7 separate regions of the Mus musculus genome follow, and regions 1, 2, 3, 5, 6 and 7 are each linked to region 4. The links are chromatin contacts, called in public ChIA-PET, HiChIP or PLAC-seq and Micro-C maps. All regions are on one chromosome and are shown on one strand. Each heading gives the region's core, a stretch centred on a gene start, on an enhancer-like site or on the middle of the called end of the contact. The rest is flanking DNA. Distances are from core to core; before and after follow the strand shown.

Region 1 (2,829 bases), core at 197-2,696, 410 kb after region 4:
GCAGGTCTCTAACTCGGAGCAATCTTCCTGCCTGTTTCCCTGGCACTGGAAATACAAGCATGCACCTCGAGACCCAGCAAAGGAAGGGAAACTAAACTGGGGAAACTCAAAGGAAACAGATTAGTAAGGAGAGCAGTGGGTCTTACTCCAACCTGTCCTGCCTGAATCCATTCAAACCATTACATCCTACACAGGGGACATAGCCTGAGGCACCGAAGGAAATAAGGCAAGACTACATACACCTCAGGAAGACTTTTCTTGACCTCAGTACGGAGGCCAGAAGACAGGACAGACCCTCCAGCATACTACAAACTCTACCACTGAATTGCACTCCAGCTGTCTTTGGCAAAATTCCTACCAGGTTACTGTTGCCAGTTTTACCTCTAATGTAGCAGGCAACTCCTGAACAGTTCCAAAGAAGTCCCCACAGCCCTTTTCCTCCCAGGGCCCGCCCTACTCATCAGTTTCGCACAGCAGGGATGGATGAGAACTGAGTAAGGCCCTCTGAGAAGCATCTCAACACTGTGGCGAAAGGATCACCAGTTCTAGCCCAGCCTAGACAAAATAAGAGACTTCGATGCCAGCCTGAACTTCAGAGTGAGTGCCAAGACAGTCAGGGCCAGATGCTGTCTCAACAAACGGAATAAAAAAGTCATCACCATATACTATACTATAGACCTACGCATCTGGTTAGTCAGGCTTTTTACTTTTTGTTTGGTTTTGTTTGAGAGTTGAGGCTTCTCCTCAGCATCCTAGACAGAGAAGACGGGAACTCGCTGCAATTTCCCTGCCCCGGGCTCTGAAGACCTGGATTAAAGGCGTGATCCACCACACCCAGCTGGATCAGACTTACTCTTAAAGTAGGATCGCCTAAATTTAAAAATCACAAAGACTTTTATCTACACTGGTGGGGGAAATGCTGGGTTCATGGATCACACCACTAAATAATTCGATCACAGAGCAAAACTTAAAAGTTCAGTCCAACTTGCTAGCTTAGGTGGACGTATAGTTTTCACGCAGAAAAAGCAGCCAACTCAGAGAAAAAAGAAAAAAAAGGGAAGAAAAAGCTCTCGCACGTGTAGGGTTCATAGCCATAAACTAGGCTCTGAGCGAATCCAGGTCGCAATCCTGTTCCCAGACAGAGGGTCTGGGTAGCGGGTGGGACGCTGTTACCTGATCCAGCGGGATGCCCAGGAGCTGGCTGAGCGGGTGCAGGCAGGTGGAGCCGGTGGTACGGTAAGAGAGGCTGGCGGGCGGCCGTGCTGCCATCCTGCATCTTCAGGGTGCTCTGTCGCCCGGGAGCTGCACACTGGCCACCTTGAGGGCTCCTGAGGACCTCGCGGGAACCTGGCGCCGACTCCAGGGCGCGGACCTGGCGCTGCGGGACCCCGCGCCTGGGAGGGCAGGGCCCCCACGTTCTGCTTCCCGCTCCGCACCGCCCGCCGCCCATTGGCCAGCAGCCGGGGACGCCCCGGAGGAGGAGCCGGGCAGAGATGGGCGCGGATCCCCGGGAGCCCGGCCCGGGGCAGGAGACCGGGAGACGCCCAGTCTGTTCCCCAGTTCGCCGCCCTCCCCGGGCGCGCAGCGGGCCCGATCCGGGTTCCTCCGAAGCCGTCTCACCCTCCTCCCAGGCAGCTGGGGTGTCCTGTGCTCCAGTTTCAGGCCCGGCTCCTGCTGCTACTCCGGAAGCCAGAAGAGACCTAAGAGCTAACCAACACCGCTCATTTTGCTTACATTTTAAAGATTTATTTATTTGCAGTTTAGAGGCAGGGTCTCCTGTAGCCCAGACTTTCCCTAAACTCCCAAATACTGAAATTACAGGTGTGCACAAACATAAAACTCCACTCCAGATTATTATTCTCCTTCGCGTCTCCTTCTCCTCCTTCCCTGTGTCTTTGATTGTGTTCTGAATTCCTGGTGCTCCCTGTCTGGTTGTCTCTTCTTTCTCTCTTCTCTCTTCTCTCTTCTCTCTTCTCTCTTCTCTCTTCTTTCTCTCTTCTCTCTTCTCTCTCTTCTCTCTCTCTTCTCTCTCTCTTCTCTCTCTTCTCTCTCTCTTCTCTCTCTCTTCTCTCTCTCTTCTCTCTCTCCTCTCTCTCTTTCCTCTCTCTCTCTCTCTCTCTCTCTCTCTCTCTCTCTCTCTCTCTCTCATATGTTTTTTACTTTACATGTATGTATGTACTTGTGAGTAGATGCCACTGGAGACCGGAAGAGTCCATGGAGTTTCAGGAGATTGTGAGCCACCATGTGGGTGCTGGAAATAGAACTCCGGCCCTCTGCAGCAAGAGAGATTGCTCTCAGGTCCTGAGCCATCTCTCCAGCACCCAAGGTTGTCATTCTTTACCTTCTCTGGTCAAGCCACAGTTTCTAGCACCCTAATCCACTATCTCTGCTTCCTTCTGTGACTTGTCTCATTTTCATCTGGGCCGTTTCTCTCCAGTAAGCTTCTGTTTACTGTTTACTACCCACGTGATGACGGGTCTTTCACTTGCTGAAACAGCTCTGTATCTCTGTTTCTTGAGAAATCCTTTTCAACTCACTAACAGACATTTTAAAACATCACAGAGACCCTTCTAGCACTTTACCAGTCTCTGCTGCATCTAACCTGATGTCAAAGTAGCTGCTCACATTGGAAGTCTGAGAAACACCCAGGGACCTACTGAAGAGAAAGGAAGCCAGGAACCAAGAGATCCCTCTGGACACACAAACACCTTTTAAAAGATTGTGTGTGTGTGTGTGTGTGTGTGTGAGAGAGAGAGAGAGAGAGAGAGAGAGAGAGAGAGTGTGTGTGTGTGTGTGCCTGTAGAGGCTAGAAGGGAGAGTCAGAGCTGT
Region 2 (2,810 bases), core at 235-2,734, 290 kb after region 4:
ACAGGTCAGAACAACAGAATCTCATGATGTATTTAAACTATACAATCACTGCAGAAATCTTTGAATCAGTTCCTCAAACTATCTCATTTAACCCTCACATGAGTTACTGACTCACCTAACAGGAAGGGTACAGAGAGGCTGTTCAAGTTCTCCAAGGTCACACAGCAAACTCAAAGCATAAACCTTAACCTGTAGCTGGTGCCACCTCCAGTGCGTCTGGTATTTTAGGTCTACCCACCATCCTGTTTTTATTTGTAACTAACGAAGGAAGAGGCGACTGGGGGGGGGGTCATCATTTTTTCAGCATTTCACTAGCAGTTACAGTTCAAAAGGGGCAGCAGAGAGGTTAAAGAGTGTCCAAGCCATAAAGGAACGCTGGGCTGGCAATTCAACAAGAGCCATCGAAATTACTGCAAATGGCCACAAGAGGTCGCTACTTCACACCGCTTCAGAGAAATCGCATTCAAGCAATGATTGGTAGCTGGCCTGTGCTGAGATAGGTCATAAGCAGGAGAGGTACTCTGGGATTGCTTCCTCTCAAACCTACACTGCAAGGTGTAGATTTTAAGTTAGGCTGAGGGCCAGCCAAGGGGATGGCTCAGAAGGATAGAAGTGCTTTCCTTTAAAAAAGACTTGTTTTGGGAGCTGGAGAGGTGGCTCAGGGGTCAGGAGTGTTTGCTATTCTTGCCAAAGAGCTGGATTCTGTTCCAAGCACCTGCATGGCGGCTCAAAGCTATCTCTACCTCCAGTTTCAAACCTTCTTCTGGCTTCTTGGGCAAGGTGAACACACGTGGTGCACATGCAGGCAAACATTCATATACATAAAATAAAAATATAAAGATTTACATTCTGTGTGTGTGTGTGTGTGTGTGCACACGCGCGCGCATGCACATACCTTCAGACGCCTGTAAAGGGTTTCTGATCTTCTAAAGCTAGCATTACAGATGGTTGTGAATTACATTGCATGGTGTGAGTGCTAGAAACCAATCCTCTTGAAAGAGCAGCGAGAGTTCTTATCGGTCCAACCATCTCTCCACCCCAAACCCGCAATATACAGAATTCTCCTTACCCAAGTACTCAGAACTCACACAAAGGTAGAAGGAGAGAACCGAGTCTACAGAGTTGTACTCTGATCTCCATACATACTACATGGCACATGCAAGACACCACACACACACACACACACACACACACACACACACACACACTGAAGCTTAGAAGCTAGGAAACCATTAACCATTAACCATTAAGAATCTCTCACTCCTCTTTCCCAGGCCGCTTTGTGAAAGCAAAAGCCAGTGTAGTCCCAAGTGCAGGGGAAACTGAGGCAGGAGCATTCTCGTGCCCAGGAAAGTCAAGGCAGCTGGGGCAACAGGAGCCCCTGTTTCAAATCAAAACTAAGTTTGCCACACCACTGCCCTGGGTCCGCTCTCACACACACTTGGTACTTTGAAGCACTTCCTCCTCACTCCTTGTTGTTGTTCTCCGACAGTAGCTGCTTCGGACTCACAGGAAGCTGATTCAGCAAAGTCCCAAAGGCAGCATGTCTGGGTTTAACTGCTCTCTTCTGGGAATACTATTCGCGCTTTCTGCTGTAATTGAAGACCACACTGCCGCTGTGAGTGTATGTGTCACATGCACGTTAGCCTTTAGAGCCGGCTATGGCCTTTGCTTACCGGTATGGGTGAGGGGTTACCATTAGAACCCAATTTGCATCTGGGGACATAGCTCAGTAGTGGAGTTCCCGTGGCCTGCAGGAAGCCGTGGATTCCATCCCCAGCACCGCATACACTAGCACTATAATCCCAGCACGAAGGAAGTGGAGGCAGGAGGATCAAAAGCTTAAAATCATCCTTGTCCAGGTAAGAGATCGGCCAGGCAACGTTATGTGTGTGTGTCTTTGTCTTCGTAAAGAAAGAAAGGGGTAGGGGGAAGGCCCCCAGTTTGCAAATCACTGTTTCGAGTTCTTAGAAGTGAGGTGTTTTTTTTTTTTTTCATCCAATTTTTTTATTAGATATTTTCTTCATTTATATTTCAAATGCTATCCCGGAAGTCCCTTATACCCTCCCCCCGCCGTGCTTCCCTACCCACCCACTCCCACTTCTTGGCCCTGGCGTTACCCTGTACTGGGGCTTATAAAGTTTGCAAGACCAAGGGGCATCTCTTCCCAATGATGGCCGACTAGGCCATCTTCTGCTACATATGCAGCTAGAAACACGAGCGTACTGGTTAGTTCATATTGTTGTTCCACCTATAGGGTTTTTAAAGGACGGCATTATGTTATGCAGCCCCTCAGAGTTTCCCCTTCAGCTTTGTTGACCAGTGATAAAATATGACCATGAAAATTAATTGTACATACTTTGGACCGCTGGATTCTACTAGTGTCAAAATATGTTTATAGGTTGTCAGTTTAATTTTGTTTTGATCTTTGAGAGAAAGTCGCACTGCATAACCCCAGCTGGCCTTGAATATAAGCTGAAGGTTTGCAATAGGTTATTAGTATTCTCTGCTGAGGCTCTTTTCTCTAATGTTTTTATTGAAACGATGAATTACTAATCATTCTCTCAGCACCTGGTTGGTTTGGAGGTAGTGGATTAAAAGGCCTGCTTTGCCCTGAGGGTCCATTTTCCCTGTACAAATGCACCTGCCTGTTGAGAGAGCAAATAAACAGCCCATTTCTGCTTGGGGCAACTGGATGACTCCGGGAAGCTCCGTCCCCAAGTGGTGATGGCCAGTAAGCTATAGTTAAACAGCGAAGGCTTGTGATTGACTGACCCTGCCAAAAGTCAGCACATAGTAGGCCCACTGAA
Region 3 (2,870 bases), core at 86-2,585, 330 kb before region 4:
GCACTCCCTGGTGAAGCTGATCCGGGGAGCCCTGCTTCCACTCAGCCTCCGAGAAGGGGATGGGAGGCAGTATGGCGGCTGGGAGGTGCAGGCAGAGCTTTCGGGGCAGTGGCTCGCACACGTTATCCAGACCATAAGGCAAGTGTGGGCACGTGGGAGCCATGCTCATGGAAAGGGCTCAGTGGGTTTACATGCATTTGTTTGCTGTAGTGGTTTTTAAAACAGTCAACACCCCAGAGTAAGATATGCTACTTAACATGTCATTGAGGAATTTATCTTCTGCCTCTCTGTCCTGAGGCTCCTATTTCTCACTTATCTAGCCAAGCAGTTCTTCAGCATGTCTGGTATATGTGCTGGATGAGAGTGTCATACTGTCTGTGCACCCATCTGCTGCAGAGACCCTGTACTGTTCCTGCTGCGCTCATGCTGTCACTCCTGAGCTCCGTGAGGCATACACACAGGACAGTCCAGGCAAGGCAGGGCTGCTCGGATCCCCCTTTTCTCACTTGTGTTTTATCTGTTTGCCAGGCTAACATATGAATCACTGACCGCCCTGGAGATTCCCAATGACATGTTACAGATTATCCAGGACCTAATTTTGGATCTCCGAATACGTTGCATAATGGTGACATTGCAGCATACGGCCGAAGGTATCTTAGTTTTACTGGACAAAGTTACCTGAGCTGGCTTCTTTCCAGCTTCCAAAGCCTTGAAAATGAGAGAAAAATAGTGTTAGATAAATTTGCACCTATTTATTCATTTATAGCTGTAGAATAGAATTTTTTCTTTTTTTTAAGTATCTTTTCAAAACAATTTAAGATTTAAGGCATTGCAGAAGTGAAGGTAGATATACTTGAAACTAAGAATATAAGAATACCTTTATAATAAATTTTAAATAGAAACTGCTGGATATAGAAATTTATGTAAAATATGGTCCCAGGTTAAAAACATGTGGATATTTTCTAAGTTGATTTTAAAAGTCACATGAAATCAGAACACCGTTAGCAGTGTTTCTATGAATATTAGAAATTATACATGCTTTTCTTTATATTTCCAGAATTTTCTATATAGAGCCACTGACTTAGTTGGGGTGCTCTTGCTATGAGGAAACACTGTGACCATGGCACTTCTTATAAAGGAAAACATTTCATTGGGTCTGCCTTACAGTTCAGAGGTTTAGTCCATTATCATCATTGTAGGAAGCATGGCAGCATGCGGGTAGACATGGTGCTGGAGAAGAAGCCGAGATTTCTACTTCTTGATCTGTAGGCAGCAGGAGGTGAACTGAGCTGCTAGGCTTAGTTTGAGCATATGAGACCTCAGAGCTGGTACCCAGTAACCCACTTCCTCCAACAGAACCACACCTACTCCAACAAGGCCACATCTCCCAATAGTGCCACTCTCTCTGAGCCTATGGGGGGCATTTTCTTTCAAACCACTACATCCTCCAAAAGTTATTTTTTATAAGTGACCTTTAAAGTATTAAGTGTTTAAAAAAAACAAGAACTTTGTTATAAACAGCATAGGCTGGTATCGTCTGCCACCAGGGTTCTAAGTGGGGAAGGCCTTGCACTGTAGAATTGGAAGTTAAAACATGTGTCAAAGGAGAGAATGGAATGCAGGTAAGAAGCTAAACATGCCTCCCACCTGCACCTACACAAGCCTGCCCTGCTGAAAGTTTAGGTAGGTGTCACTCCACGTGAGAGGTAGCCACCATTCAGGATCCAGAGGGAGGGCTCAACACTGACGCTAAGCCACTCAGAGCAGAGACCCTGGAGGGCTCGTTTTGCACAAGTCTAGCACTGCTGCAAAGAGTACCGAGTAAGCAGTCACTGTTGTGAGCAGCTTTTCTCCTGGTAGTGCATTGCATGAACATTTTGTTAGAATATGTGAGAAAAGCATAACTAAATCCTCAGATATACCAATATTGAGTTTTATCTCTGTTTTCATAAACATATGTAAAATACTAAAAGCTACAAACCTATAGATGTTTTTGTCTCTGTTGAAGTTCAGTGAGATAATTATACTAGAAAATATTTGTGTCCTTGTTTTCCATGTAGAGATAAAGAGATTAGCTGAAAAAGAAGACTGGGTTGTTGATAATGAAGGACTGACTTCCCTAGTAAGTTGGATTTCTTTTTTATTAGTCATTAGTGTTTATTATATAGAATAAATGTTTTATGTTAATAAGGGTCATACTTATTTTACACTATACTCTAGTTTCTAGAAATTATAAAGTAATCTTAAAGTATCCTTTCCTGGAGTCAGTTTTACTGACTGCTGATCACAGCCATCTAAGTGAGTGAAAGCGGGGGCTTGTTCACAGGCGCATGGCCTGTAGCACTTCTTCAGTCTACATTGCTTTTTTATTAGAGCGGGCTTATTTCCACACCACTTAGCAACTTACGGGCTTCAGAAAGTCAATGTTGGGGACAGAAGAATGATGTTTGCCCCCAAAGCTCAAAACCAAGCAAGACAAGAAGCACAAGCTGACATGTCTAGTCTAGAAACATCCTCTGTAGGAGGGGGTTGAGAATTACAAGAGCCTTTGAGAATAGGTCTTATAATTTTTCATGTTCTCTTGCCTGTTTGAAGGGTGCTCCTAGCAGTCTGATGGGGACCTAGTCACTACTGAAACACAGGACACAGGACAGGGGTTGCCTTTTCCCCTCACACTGGCCAGACAGCTCATCATGCGGCCAGCCAGGGTCACTGTCTGCCTTTGTGACTCTCTGCTCAGGTCTCTGTGTGGCTCTCCTGGTGGTTCTATTGGACTTACTCCTCTCAAGAAGAAAATACAGCAATCTCTGAGCTGCCATAGCCACTGTCTTAAGAGGCTGCTGGCTAGAGGGTGTCCCCGCGCCCCAGGA
Region 4 (2,936 bases), core at 413-2,912:
ACTGATGACGAACAGACCTATGCCTGGCCCTGGCTCGTCCTTGTTGGGTGGTTTCTCAGCTGAGGCTGTCTGTCCAGGGCCAGCTCAGATGTATATGGTGTCATATGCATCTGGAAAGCTCCATGGTCCATCTCTTGTCAAGCACTGGCACCACCAGCAGCAGTTGGCATCTAGCTGGGGATTTGGTTCCATCATGAGACAGAGCCACAGGCAGGGGCAGTTTGGGGTGAAGACTTCCATCTGGAGATTCAGCTGAGAGAGAAAAGGTTAGATTGATCTCTGCCATGGTGGATATTCACTCCTGGTTCCTTAGGTGAGATCTACATGGAGTGCATGCTTCTCTGGGGTTATCCCAGGTCCTGTCCCTGTTCAGAACATAACTGAATGAAGTGACAGTGACAAGAAAGGACCCAGACTAGGCAGCAAGTATCCTCCCTGGCTAAGGACACCTGCAATCATTCCTCTGTGAGGGCCCGGATCTCCTGGGTGTTGTTTTACATTGCTGCTATAACAAACATAGTGTCTTAAAACAACACAACTACATTGTTTTACAATTCCAAAGGTTTAGAAACCAGCCAAGGTCCTAGAGTCCATGTATTATACAAGCATCATATCACAATCATGCCAGAGTGTGCAGTGCTTAAATTCTTAGTTTTTTTTTTTTACTGTTTTTTCTTTTTAAACCCTAAAAGAATAAACGAAGTATTTGGTATAGAGAAAGTTGTATGGATGAGAACTTCATTCTTTGAAAGTGAATGCCATCTCTAAACTCAATTGTCTGTGTGAACTTGAAATCAAGGTTTGTTCTACTTGGAAAAGTGGAGATTTTCAAGTGTAAGAGGGATTAACGTTTATTAGCACCTCACAGAGACTTTGTTAGTGGTGTAGTCAGAACTGAAAGAGAAGTTAGAAAGTTGGCAGTTTTCTCACTATGTGAAGGAGAGTAAGAGTCCCTCCCTTTTGTACTGCTGAACATCACTTGGGAAACCCCACTTGTTCAGAAACAAACAAACAAACAAACAAACAAAAACCCCTCAGGGGTCTACAATACTCCACTGCTTCCTGGCAATCTATGCAGAGCAAAGGGTCTAAGGACCAGGTCCTTCACTGGTAAAATGCTGGTATCAATAGTGTTATTTCATCAAGATCATAATTACAAATGAACAACGAAGGAAACTACCAAATCAAAAGCGTAGTAGATCATGAATAATCGTAAGCCACCGTTTTGTTTTGTTTTGTTTTGTTTTGTTTTTGTCAAACCTTGCATATAGGTTTCTGGCTCTTTTGTTGTAAGAAGATCAAAATCGTCTTGGCAAAAGACAAAAAGCGGTTGGTATTTATTCTAGGTGATAGGCGTTAGGAAGTAGTAGTAGCCTGTTGTTTTTTTTTTTCTCATGCCTCGGTCGTCCCCGATTTAAGGTTTTGCCCTAAATGAAGGATCTCAATCACGACCACAAGAAATCCCTCCCGACTTCGGTTTTCCTGGGGCAGGGCGACCGAGTCAGACACCAGAGTGTCTCCAGGCCCTGCCCTTTCCTGCCCGGGCCCCAACCTGCGCCCGAAGCCACGCCCCCAACGCGGCGTCCCTCCCGATTCGCTCAACCTTGCGAAACGCCCTTTCCGGCGTCGCGCTGACGTCACAAACCCTGCGCCTCCCGCTCCTCTTCGGGCCGTCGTTCGAACGAAAGGTCGTCCCTGTGACCGACGAGGTGGTTTGAGCAGCTGTCGCCATGTTGTCGGTCGCCGCCCGCTCGGGCCCGTTCGCGCCCGTCCTATCGGCCACTTCCCGCGGGGTGGCGGGCGCGCTGCGTCCTCTGCTGCAAGGCGCGGTGCCCGCCGCCTCGGAGCCACCTGTTCTGGATGTGAAGCGACCCTTCCTGTGCCGCGAGTCCCTGAGTGGCCAGGCCGCAGCCCGGCCTTTGGTGGCCACGGTGGGCCTGAACGGTGAGCCGGCTTCGGAGTACCCCGATCTCGTTCCCTGCGGCGGCGGAGGGCGGTGTGCTGGGATGTGGTGGGCCGGCCGCGGCTACCTTGGCAGGCCGAGCGCTCCCCGGAGCAGGCGGGCTCACGGTGACGGGATGCTCCCGTAGCTGCATCCCCCAGGAGTCAGGAGCCGGTCTGCACGTCAGTCTGGGTTCCCTCCTCAGGCTTCACTTGACTTTCTTGATTAAGATCGGCCTCCCTGTATCATGGCTAAGATACTGTTAGTTACAGGAATTTGACCTTGGGCAAGTTTCCTCGATGTTACCACAACTTTGTAGGGGTGTTGTGAGTCTTACACTAGAGAATTCTATGTAAAGCCATTGGTACGGTTTAGACGATAAGTGTTCAAAATAGAAATTGAAACAACCATGTAGGAAGTTGTCAGTGTACTGGTACAGTCGCTTTTCAGCATCTTAACTCCCTAGCAGCCCCATCCCTATAGACACAAAACCAGCCCTGTCAGTTCCACTGTAGGGGATCAGCAGTGGTTTCAGATACCAGGCTCTACGGCTTTCATAATCTTACTTAGTCGTGAAGGCGAGGCAGTCAGAAATGATACTTTTTTTTTTTTTTAATACAGAAAACAGAGGTGAAGTGACCCACACAGTGGGAATCTATGCAGTGCGGTCTCTTCCTAGTTTATCTAAGTCTGCTTCACATTCCCTTGTGACTTAAAAATCTAGAAAGCTTTCTGGTGTCTCCTGAAATGTGGGAAGCTGCACTGGGCTCGTTTGGTTTCTGCTCCGATAGTTGACTGACTCTTCACTTTTTCAAGTAGATTAAACCTTGATTTCAAGTTCACAGGGACCATTGAGTTTAGAAATATCATTCACTTTAAAAGAATGAAGATCGCATCCATATAGCTTTCTCCTCTATACCAAGCAAAGTAACATACTATGATTGTTCAGTGTATTACCTACTTGGCACTGCTTGGGGTTGAGTTTATGACCTTT
Region 5 (2,700 bases), core at 141-2,640, 290 kb before region 4:
GCAGAGAGGATATATCTAGCAGAGAGGATATATCTAGCAGAGAGGATATATCTAGCAGAGCACCGGGAAAGCAAGCTTCTTGTGAGGACAAAGAGCAGCTCAGGGGCTGGAGTGAAATAGCCACTTGAATCCACATGTGTGAAGGAAGATTGCATCGTAAAGAGTCAGAAACAGAATCCCGTGTATGAAATGAGGAGCTGAGCCCTCCTCTATCCTCTTGCTCCCCTTGGATTGTGTGTCTTGTCCTCAGAACCATCTCCGAAAGCTGTTATCGAAGCTCTACAAATAAAGGCTCAGGCAGGTAGACAGCCCCTGGGGAGCCAGAGGCTCACTCAGATCCACCACCCTGCCCTTTCTACGTAACCTCTGTCTTCTGCCATTGGATCCACCAGTGCAGAAGCAGCACTTTGTGTCTTTAATACTCTCAGCAGATTAGTGGCTTGTGCAAAAACATAGGACTCTAGAGACAGACACTTGTACCTGGATTCTTACTGTGGAAATGGGGCTTGACTAATTCACAACTGTTGACTTCTAGTTTTCACATGACCAAACTTTTTAATATCTAGATTGATCCTTTGATTTAATGACTAAAGTTACAACAGTGGGCCACTCCTTCATATGAAAGATTAGTCTATGGAGCTGGATGTTGAGGATGAGGCTCACACCCAGTTCTTTCTCTGCCCCACAGTTGGTTCCAGTGCTGGGGCACCTCACTACAGCTCACTGCTCTCATAAGCCCGAGAGCAGCTCTGCACCTTCTGCACACGGGTGCCAGGCCATGGGCGGGCTCCTCACATGGGCGGGCTCCTCACATGGGTGGGCTCCTCACATGGGTGGGCTCCTCACATGGGCGGGCTCCTCACATGGGCGGGCTCCTCACATGGGCGGGCTCCTCACATGGGCATGCTCCTCACATGGGCATGCTCCTCACATGGGCATGCTCCTCACATGGGCATGCTCCTCACAGCTGACGTGTTTTCCAGAGTCCACAGCTCAGTAGCCTGCTACCCAGCAGTGCTTCCAGCCCAAGCGTCAGGTTTCAATCTTACAATCTTACTGAAATAATATTTTCTTTAAACTGGCCTCCTTGAGATTTTGAAAATTGAACAGTTCCTATTTATGCAATATTATGTTCAGAGTGGTAGTTTACAGTGTGAATAAAAACTCTCATTTGCATGGAGAGAGTGAATCTTTTTTGTTGTTACTTTCACTTTTCCAGTTAAGACTGCTTTCTAATGAAAGGCTTGATGAGGGGATGAGAGAGGGGTGTGTGTGAGTGTGTGTGTGTGTTGGTGTGTTAATGTTGTGTGTGTGTGTAGTTAGTTGAGACAGAGTAGTTTTAATGTGTCAGTTCGTGTTAATTCTGTCTCCTTTGAAGGCTGAAGTTCAGGATGTCAGGGTTATGAGGAACTGGCTGACTCGTGCGCTAATGCTGCAGACTGTTCTGTGACATGCGCTGTTGATGTGATCCATGGTTCCTGTAACACATCACGTAAACTGCTGAGGAGAGGCTGGGGACTTGCGTCCCCCTTGCCTATTTCTAAGTCTTGAAAGCTGTTTTTCTAAACAGCTTTTAATAATAAGGCAGTTTATTGATACTAAGTTCCACTGAATTTTATTTATATGTATATAAAAGTAAACCATGAACTCATTAGTATTTTCATTGCTGGTAATACTTTGTTTTCTAAAGAGTAGAGTTTTCCTATGAAATCCACCATAGTGATCAGTAGGACCACATTTTGATACAGGAAAAGTCCTGGTATAGAAAACAGCACTATAGAGGCAGAAGTTATTATTCACACACTCACAGTAGGGCCACCTTGCCCCTGAGGATACAAGTCAGTATGGGAATGTACACCAAAACAGGGAGACCTGTACTTCCAACAGAAATTTGCTTTCTCCATTACAACAAAAGCTAATTGTATTATGTGATATTTAGGCTTCTTTGTCTGTTATGCCAATACTGATAAAGTTTCTGACTATCTTTAAAAAAAAAAAAAAAAAACAGGCAGTATGTGTCTTTAGAGTATAGTTGAATAGATAGTTTACTTAAAAAGAAAAAAAAAAAAAAAAAACAGCCCAGGCTTCTTTCATGTAATGTTTCAGTTTGACAATTTTAAAAAGTACATTGTGGGATATTTATAGTATTTTTCGATCTATTTTTGTCAGTAGACTAGGAGTGCTAACTGATTTAGGGCACAGGGGTTAAAAACAGGAAATGTGGTGTACGAAGTAGGTTGTCTCCAGACTTTCCAATTTCTTGAAGTATTACCTACCGGGGAGTGCCGGGTTTCAAAACAACACTAGCAGAGAACTTTGAGTTTGTCCATAGAGAAGCAATGTCTGTTGTGCCAGGAAGTGGTTCACGGGAAGGAAGGTCTGCATTCTTGGTATGGCTTCACATGGTACGGCATGCTTTCTGTAACTCCTTTTGAGACTCCAGACAGGCAGAGGAGTGAAAGGCTTGGCTTCGTCCACCTTTACATTTTGCTTAAAATGCTACTTGATTTTTTTTTCAATGAAAAGTTTTGTCAAATTGCTGTTTAAAAGTTTTCAATGAACTGTTGAGTTGGGACATGTTGTAGCACCAGGCAACCCATGGTTAAAATGCATGGAGAAGCAAGACCTCTGTTTCCTGTGGCCTTTTGAATGACAGCTTGGCAGAATCTACCAAGACTGAAAACCCTCCAACGCAGCAGT
Region 6 (2,815 bases), core at 191-2,690, 390 kb after region 4:
CTACCTTGAGTTTCTCTTCTAGAAACTACCCAAATACCTCTCACACTGCCTCCCTGTCCCTGCATCCCAGACATTGACTAAGGAAGCTCCAAGGACAGGCTTGGTAAATCTAAGATGGTATGATGGAGTTGTCCATCTTAGACCACTGAGAAGAAAGCACCTAGGGTTGTAGGTGTAGCTCAGTGGTAGAGCATTTACCCAGCATGCACAGAGCCCTGGGTTCTGACCCCAGAAGCACCAAAACAACCCTAAGACAATTCTTGAGAGATAACTCTTTGCCTCTGTGTTTTAACAAGGAAGACTTTTTATCTGAGTTTCAAAACCGAGGAGCAGATAATATGTGTTAACCAAACATTTACTAACTAAAGCTTTCCCAAGAGCTGGCCATACCGTCTGAATCATATGCTCACATTACAGAGATGAGGCCCCAAAAGTGTAACTGGCTTGCACTAATAAATATCTGCTGTAAGCCTAGAAGGAACTCTCCATAAACCAATTCTTGCTATAACTGCCATCACTGAGCAAGGTGAGGTCACAAACAGATCTCAACAGAAAACACAAAAATCTGTCACCCAACCAGGCTCTGAAGTTTTGTGTGTTTTCATTCCTTCAACTTGCCACTCCAAACCCCTTGCATTAGAAAAATAGAGTCCCAGTGTACATCAGCCTCTGCCAGAAGCTGAGCCTCCTCCCAGAGCTTGAGAGATGGCTCAGCAGGGAAGAGCATACCGCCCTTTAGAGAGGACCTGAGTCTGCTTTCTGTGTGCTTATCAGCAGCTCATAGTTACCCATAACTCCAGCTCAAAGAATCTGATGTCTTTGGTCTCCACAGGCACCTGCACTCACATGGGACTCTCAGAAGGTCCTAGGAGACCAAAGAAAGTGGCAATCAAAAGCAGCACTCAAATCCAGGATCACACAAGTAGCATTTATTAAAGCCTTACAGACAGGTGGGTCCCTGAACCCCAGAGCAGGAGTTAGGGGCTCAGATGCAAGTCTATACAGGAGGGAGCTCAAGCCAATTAGAATGTTGTAACCTCTCAACCTCTCACATTGCTAGTCTCTCAAACACTAGCAACATGTCAGTGTCGGTTAAGAGACAGCCAGAGTGTCAGTGGCTGTACTGAAACTCTTGGCTGTCTTAGCAACTTTGTCCTACAAGGATTGGAACACTTGCCAAAATCACCTGACTGGCCTAATGGTGCTTAAGAGGGCTTTAATTATCTCAAGGCAGATACCTACATTCCTTACAAGTATATTACAGCCTCCTGTTGTTTGAACAACATGCACTTAAAAGTTCCTATAATGAGGAGAGTGAATGGAGAGGAGATGGCGGCAACTTTCTATGATCATTACCAAGGTCAAAATCTAAGGAGAACTTGTGAGCTGTGCCAAACGCATGACGGGTTGTGTGGGCGGGCCTCTGTGGTTGAGGGTTAGAGAAAGAGAAGTTAAGAATTGTTCATTCTCAAAGATTACCCAACCAGGAACCTGAAGATTTAAGACAAGCTAAAGTTCTTTCATCATCACAGAAATGACTTAAGATGTAGGCAAAGATTTTAATAAAGCCAACTGTAAGATGAAAGTAAAACCAAGCACAATTACATACTGATGCAATTGTAGATTGATGTTCCAGTCTTTTAACTGGAAAATCCTGTGGAGGCTGGGAACATAGCTCAGTTGAAGAGCACTGCCCAGTGTAGGCCCCGAGTTCTATCCCCAGCACAAGGAAAATTGCAAAAGGGAGAAGGGGAAGAGAAACAGAGGTGGATGGAATGAGAAAGGGAATAAAGAAGGAAGAAGGGGAGGGAGGGAGGAAGGGGAGAGAAAAGAGAGACGAGAAAGAGAAGGCCCACAAAAGTACTGGTCCTAATTCAATTTCTACCAATATAGTATATATGAAGTTGATTGGCAGAATAAAACTAAGAATTCTAGGTTATAGTTTTATAGTTAAAAGGCATCAGCATGGGCTTTATGCAAGTCTCGGAAGAGCAAGAAATGTGCCCACGCTCACCCTATCAACATCTCCCACTAGTTGACTGTACTTACTACAGCCAAAGAACTGTTTTGACTCATAGTTACAACTAGGTGAAAGTTAACAGGGATCATTGTTCTTGATTAGACTCCTGCATTGGATCCAAATAGAACAGGCTGAAAATAAAGTCACCCCTTCAAGGTCTCTATCACTGTGCTCCTCCATCAGTGTCAAGATGCATCATAATGAAATTCTCTCTGCCATTATCCTTACACACGAGCACACACGCTCACACGTGTGCACACACACACACATACACACCTGATGCCAATTAATTAGCTATTTCCCTAGTATTTTATCTTCTACGGTTTCCATCTTAAATGTGTGAAAGACCTAGTCCACAGCCTATAGCATTATGGGAAGATGGTTTTGTCTCAAGAGGCAGAGCCTAGTGAAGGGAAGTTAAATCATTGGAGGTACACCCTTGAAGTGGATATGGAGTCCTAGGACATTTCCTGTCTCTCTGCTTCCTGGCCACCATAAGTGGTCTCCTCTGTCATATGCCCAGTGAGGTTACTATTACACCATACCTGCAAAGCAATAAGACCAGGGAACTTGAATCCTCTGAAGTCAAGATCCAGTCTCAGATAATTTGACAAAGCAACAGCAAACAGACAAACATCCTCTCATAGGCCCTGCCTCACAGGAGAAGGGGCTAAAATGACCACTCATGGTTCTGGTTTTGTTTCTGCATGGTTCGAGAGCTGGGCCCAACAACCCAAGATGCTTTTCCCAGATCATAGGAATCCTTATTCAATTGTATGGAATGAGAGGCTGACT
Region 7 (2,700 bases), core at 92-2,591, 390 kb before region 4:
AAAAACCCTAGAGTGTAGGAGCTTTTAGTGAGCTTGGGATGTCTAGGTAGCATCTTTAAAGCAGGGGCATTCTAAAACTGTCTCAATGATATTTGATACCCTGTCAATTAAAATCAGGACAGTTCAAACTAGAAGGGTAAAGGGTGGGTGTGTGGGAGCACACTGTCAACTATGCATACATAGGCTTGCAGTTGATAGAAAACCCATGAAGGGCCTGCATCAAAACTCCTGAATGTTAGCTTCTTCTTGATGCTGCTGTGAAGTACGGGAAGGAGGGATCATTCTGACTGCTCTTCCTTAGCCTTTACAGGTGAAGGAGACCAGGGCGATGCACGTGCTCTATAGGGGCGTGAGTCAGACCACCTGTGCTAGACAGGGTTCCTACTGCTGGGATAAAACACCACGGCCCAAAGCCACTTGGGGAAGAAAGGGTTTATTTTATCTTACCACTCTTAGTTCACAGTCTGTCACTGGGGAAATCAGGACAGGAACCTGGAGGTAGGAGTTGATGCAAAGGCCATGGAGGAGTGCGGCTTACTGATTTGCTCTGCAGTTTGCTAAGCCAGTTTTCTTACAGCACCTAGGACCTCCAGCTGTTGTGTGACAGAACATTTTTAGAGAGACAAGTTACGTGTCTACTCATGCCAGATAGGAATCCCATGACAGGCCAAAGTATGGCTATCACCAGTCCAACTGGTGAACCAATGAGTTTTAATGGGGTTACTTATAGGAATATGGCTAGAAGGGGTTACTCATAGGATCAGAAGTGACTCAAAGACAGCTGTTTCACTAAAGCCCACCCCAGCATGGGTAACAGCTCACAAGGCTAGGAACCTGGAATATTGCACAGCCTGCGGGCAGCTCAACAGGTTGTAGAGTGTTCTTTCTGGGCGATAAGTTTGTCCAAACCTCTTCTAGGTAGCTTAGCTTGTTTCTGCTTCTTCCAGGCAGCTGTTCTAGTCTCAGAGTCTTCTTTTCAGCTCATCCTCACTTTGGGAGAGAGTCTCAGCTTTAATGCTTACTCTACCTCATAGGAGCCTAGTGAATCTGGTCAATTTCAGGGACTTCCTAAAGCTATTTTGCATTGTTTACCTTTCTGCTTAAGGAACTTGAGGGTGGAATGTTTTAATGTTGGAGAAAACTGTTATATAGACACCAGCCCAACTCAGTATCACCCATAATAGGCAGGGCCCTATGCCTTGCCTACAGACCGATTTTATAAAGGCGTTTTCTCGTTTGAGAGTCCCTGTTCTCCAGCTTGTGTCAAGTTGACACAGAGCTGAGCAGCATAGCAGCCAGTGCTCATTGTCGTAGTTGCTACTTTCACTTTCATTCTGACAGATGTTTTTTCCATAGTTCTTACTGCCTCGTCCTCTTCTTACCTTTTGGCCTTGTGCTGCTAGCCACAGAGCAGTTTGATTCGAACCATCTCTAGTGGCATTGTAGTCAGGAAGGCAGGCAGAAAAAATGGCATGACAAAAGGACTTGACTTGCTTTGGAATTTCTTTATATTTCTCTTAAGAGGTAGTGTTCTGTGACTTGGAGCCAAACTCTGGCTTTGAATTCGGCATGCAGGGCGGACTGCTGCCCACTTGAGGTCTGGCCTAGGTTTCTTAGGTTTTTCTCGTGGGCTCTTGTGAGGGCTGTACATGAGGACAGGTGAGCGCTGCAGCCATAATGGCTTGTGTGCTTAGTGATACCTTGCTTCTCCCTGACTCAGAACAAAACCTTCTAAGTAAATAGTGTAATTTCATTCTGTTGCTATGATAAAATGTCCTGACCAAACGCAACCTAGGGGAAAAAGAGTTTGTTTGACTTAAAATTCTAGGTTATAATATATTATTGTAGGGAAGTCAAGGCAGGAATGGAAAACATCCTATCCACAGTCATGGATGAAGTAAGAAGGCTTCCTGCTCAGGACTCCTGTAGCTCACTCTTAAGCAGCCCAGGACCCAGCTCAGGGCATGGTACCACCCACATTCAAGGGGTTCTTCCCACCTCCTTTAACAATTAAGACAGTTCCCAACAGACATGCCTACCAGCCAACCAGTCTAGATCATCCCTCTGTCAGAGCCTTTCCAAGATGATTCTCGGTTGTGGCAAGTTGACATTTAAAACTATCACAGTTAAGTTTATATAATAATAAATTGTGTTAAAATTAAAAAATAAATATTATCTAGTCAAACAGGTTTTCTCTCCTTCCCTGTCTTCTTCTACTGCTCCTTCCCTCCCACCTAAGACAGCTACAAAGATTTTCCTGACTTCTGTTACAGGAGGATTTGTTTATCCTTTTGTTGTGCCTGAGGCTCTATCCTGAGTTGCACCCTGGCCCAGGTACAGAAAGAGTGAGGGAAAGGAGAGCCAGAGAGTCAGACATTAGTGAGAGTCTGGCTTCCTAACATACTTAATATTTTTTAGTAAAATCCTTTTGTTCCCCTAATAATGTTGCATTCGGATTAGAATCCTTACTGCCTTTCATTTTACTAATGTCCTGTATGAATTTCTAAAATCATTAAAAAAATTAAATTGTTGGATGAAGAGCATGGAGATCTTAATATTATTTGCTAGTGTAAAAGTAGTAATTAACAAGGTCTGAAGAAGTATAAATGCATCTCGTAAAATAATCACTTGTGGTCCTGGTGACTTGTCAGACTAGTGGGAGGCGGCCTTTGGAAGATGAGTCAGCACTCAGTACTTGCC

What was found. A called contact is a pair of places that touch in the nucleus more often than the background predicts. ChIA-PET counts read pairs in DNA pulled down with a chosen protein or histone mark. HiChIP or PLAC-seq counts read pairs in DNA pulled down with a chosen protein or histone mark.
Region 1: a contact with region 4 is called in a Micro-C map of embryonic stem cells, with 2.7 times the contacts expected there. The contact joins the promoter of Mboat1 here to the promoter of Uqcrfs1 in region 4. A contact is called at or near these places in 6 of 39 promoter capture datasets (the 3T3-L1 cell line, cranial neural crest, frontonasal cranial neural crest and 3 more), 5 of 484 Hi-C or Micro-C datasets (embryonic stem cells, granulocyte-monocyte progenitors, nephron progenitors and 2 more), 8 of 115 datasets of contacts at active chromatin or transcription factors (the SCID.adh cell line, bone marrow-derived macrophages, embryonic stem cells and 2 more) and 2 of 9 other capture datasets (embryonic stem cells and liver).
Region 2: a contact with region 4 is called in an H3K4me3 HiChIP or PLAC-seq map of the SCID.adh cell line, with 16 read pairs. The contact joins the enhancer-like site here to the promoter of Uqcrfs1 in region 4. A contact is called at or near these places in 8 of 39 promoter capture datasets (cranial neural crest, embryonic stem cells, frontonasal cranial neural crest and 4 more), 1 of 15 datasets of contacts at CTCF or cohesin (pro-B cells), 26 of 484 Hi-C or Micro-C datasets (LSK cells, Sertoli cells, Th1 cells and 15 more), 21 of 115 datasets of contacts at active chromatin or transcription factors (the SCID.adh cell line, T-cell acute lymphoblastic leukemia, acute myeloid leukemia and 12 more) and 4 of 9 other capture datasets (adipose tissue, embryonic stem cells, embryonic tail and 1 more).
Region 3: a BATF HiChIP or PLAC-seq map of CD8 T cells shows a contact between it and region 4, with 8 read pairs. The contact joins the enhancer-like site here to the promoter of Uqcrfs1 in region 4. A contact is called at or near these places in 10 of 39 promoter capture datasets (the 3T3-L1 cell line, 3T3-L1-derived adipocytes, the C10 cell line and 6 more), 2 of 15 datasets of contacts at CTCF or cohesin (CD8 T cells and the NIH/3T3 cell line), 18 of 484 Hi-C or Micro-C datasets (3T3-L1-derived adipocytes, the AML12 cell line, B cells and 15 more), 15 of 115 datasets of contacts at active chromatin or transcription factors (the 230-238 cell line, CD8 T cells, the NIH/3T3 cell line and 11 more) and 3 of 9 other capture datasets (adipose tissue, liver and pancreatic islet).
Region 5: an RNA polymerase II ChIA-PET map of effector CD8 T cells shows a contact between it and region 4, with 31 read pairs. The contact joins the enhancer-like site here to the promoter of Uqcrfs1 in region 4. A contact is called at or near these places in 3 of 39 promoter capture datasets (the C10 cell line, the HPC-7 cell line and liver), 2 of 484 Hi-C or Micro-C datasets (bone marrow-derived macrophages and granulocyte-monocyte progenitors), 5 of 115 datasets of contacts at active chromatin or transcription factors (CD8 T cells, bone marrow-derived macrophages, effector CD8 T cells and 2 more) and 2 of 9 other capture datasets (adipose tissue and liver).
Region 6: a contact with region 4 is called in an H3K4me3 HiChIP or PLAC-seq map of bone marrow-derived macrophages, with 3 times the contacts expected there. The contact joins the enhancer-like site here to the promoter of Uqcrfs1 in region 4. A contact is called at or near these places in 5 of 39 promoter capture datasets (the 3T3-L1 cell line, cranial neural crest, frontonasal cranial neural crest and 2 more), 5 of 484 Hi-C or Micro-C datasets (CD4 T cells, granulocyte-monocyte progenitors, nephron progenitors and 2 more), 4 of 115 datasets of contacts at active chromatin or transcription factors (bone marrow-derived macrophages, embryonic stem cells, memory CD8 T cells and 1 more) and 1 of 9 other capture datasets (pancreatic islet).
Region 7: an RNA polymerase II ChIA-PET map of effector CD8 T cells shows a contact between it and region 4, with 21 read pairs. The contact joins the enhancer-like site here to the promoter of Uqcrfs1 in region 4. A contact is called at or near these places in 3 of 39 promoter capture datasets (the C10 cell line, hippocampal neurons and pre-B cells), 1 of 15 datasets of contacts at CTCF or cohesin (large pre-B cells), 1 of 484 Hi-C or Micro-C datasets (bone marrow-derived macrophages), 4 of 115 datasets of contacts at active chromatin or transcription factors (the SCID.adh cell line, effector CD8 T cells, memory CD8 T cells and 1 more) and 2 of 9 other capture datasets (adipose tissue and liver).

What each region holds. Positions count from the first base shown.
Region 1 is chr13:30,135,107-30,137,935 of GRCm38.p6, reverse strand. It overlaps Mboat1 (membrane bound O-acyltransferase domain containing 1), which reads right to left and starts at 1,446. Exons shown (of 13, transcript NM_153546.4): 1 at 1,174-1,446. The coding sequence starts at 1,269.
Region 2 is chr13:30,257,740-30,260,549 of GRCm38.p6, reverse strand. No RefSeq gene overlaps it. Among named protein-coding and RNA genes, the nearest start is that of Gm40863, 24 kb to the right of the region's middle. Within about 2 kb of position 1,484, at least 31 of the 459 cell types and tissues checked have an H3K27ac peak or open chromatin away from gene starts, as enhancers often do. A contact at or near this core is called in the SCID.adh cell line, T-cell acute lymphoblastic leukemia and Th1 cells, where this site is marked.
Region 3 is chr13:30,874,511-30,877,380 of GRCm38.p6, reverse strand. It overlaps Exoc2 (exocyst complex component 2), which reads left to right. Exons shown (of 28, transcript NM_025588.2): 15 at 1-138; 16 at 529-650; 17 at 2,061-2,122. Among named protein-coding and RNA genes, the nearest start is that of Hus1b, 72 kb to the left of the region's middle. Within about 2 kb of position 1,335, at least 5 of the 459 cell types and tissues checked have an H3K27ac peak or open chromatin away from gene starts, as enhancers often do. A contact at or near this core is called in CD8 T cells, memory CD8 T cells and regulatory T cells, where this site is marked.
Region 4 is chr13:30,544,042-30,546,977 of GRCm38.p6, reverse strand. It overlaps Uqcrfs1 (ubiquinol-cytochrome c reductase, Rieske iron-sulfur polypeptide 1), which reads left to right and starts at 1,662. Exons shown (of 2, transcript NM_025710.2): 1 at 1,662-1,944. The coding sequence starts at 1,731.
Region 5 is chr13:30,833,246-30,835,945 of GRCm38.p6, reverse strand. All of the region lies in intron 23 of Exoc2 (exocyst complex component 2), which reads left to right. Among named protein-coding and RNA genes, the nearest start is that of Irf4, 85 kb to the right of the region's middle. Within about 2 kb of position 1,390, at least 87 of the 459 cell types and tissues checked have an H3K27ac peak or open chromatin away from gene starts, as enhancers often do. A contact at or near this core is called in CD8 T cells, the HPC-7 cell line, adipose tissue and 4 more, where this site is marked.
Region 6 is chr13:30,153,081-30,155,895 of GRCm38.p6, reverse strand. All of the region lies in intron 1 of Mboat1 (membrane bound O-acyltransferase domain containing 1), which reads right to left. Among named protein-coding and RNA genes, the nearest start is that of Gm23206, 6.1 kb to the right of the region's middle. Within about 2 kb of position 1,440, at least 51 of the 459 cell types and tissues checked have an H3K27ac peak or open chromatin away from gene starts, as enhancers often do. A contact at or near this core is called in bone marrow-derived macrophages, granulocyte-monocyte progenitors and memory CD8 T cells, where this site is marked.
Region 7 is chr13:30,931,817-30,934,516 of GRCm38.p6, reverse strand. All of the region lies in intron 4 of Exoc2 (exocyst complex component 2), which reads left to right. Among named protein-coding and RNA genes, the nearest start is that of Hus1b, 15 kb to the left of the region's middle. Within about 2 kb of position 1,341, at least 75 of the 459 cell types and tissues checked have an H3K27ac peak or open chromatin away from gene starts, as enhancers often do. A contact at or near this core is called in the SCID.adh cell line, adipose tissue, effector CD8 T cells and 2 more, where this site is marked.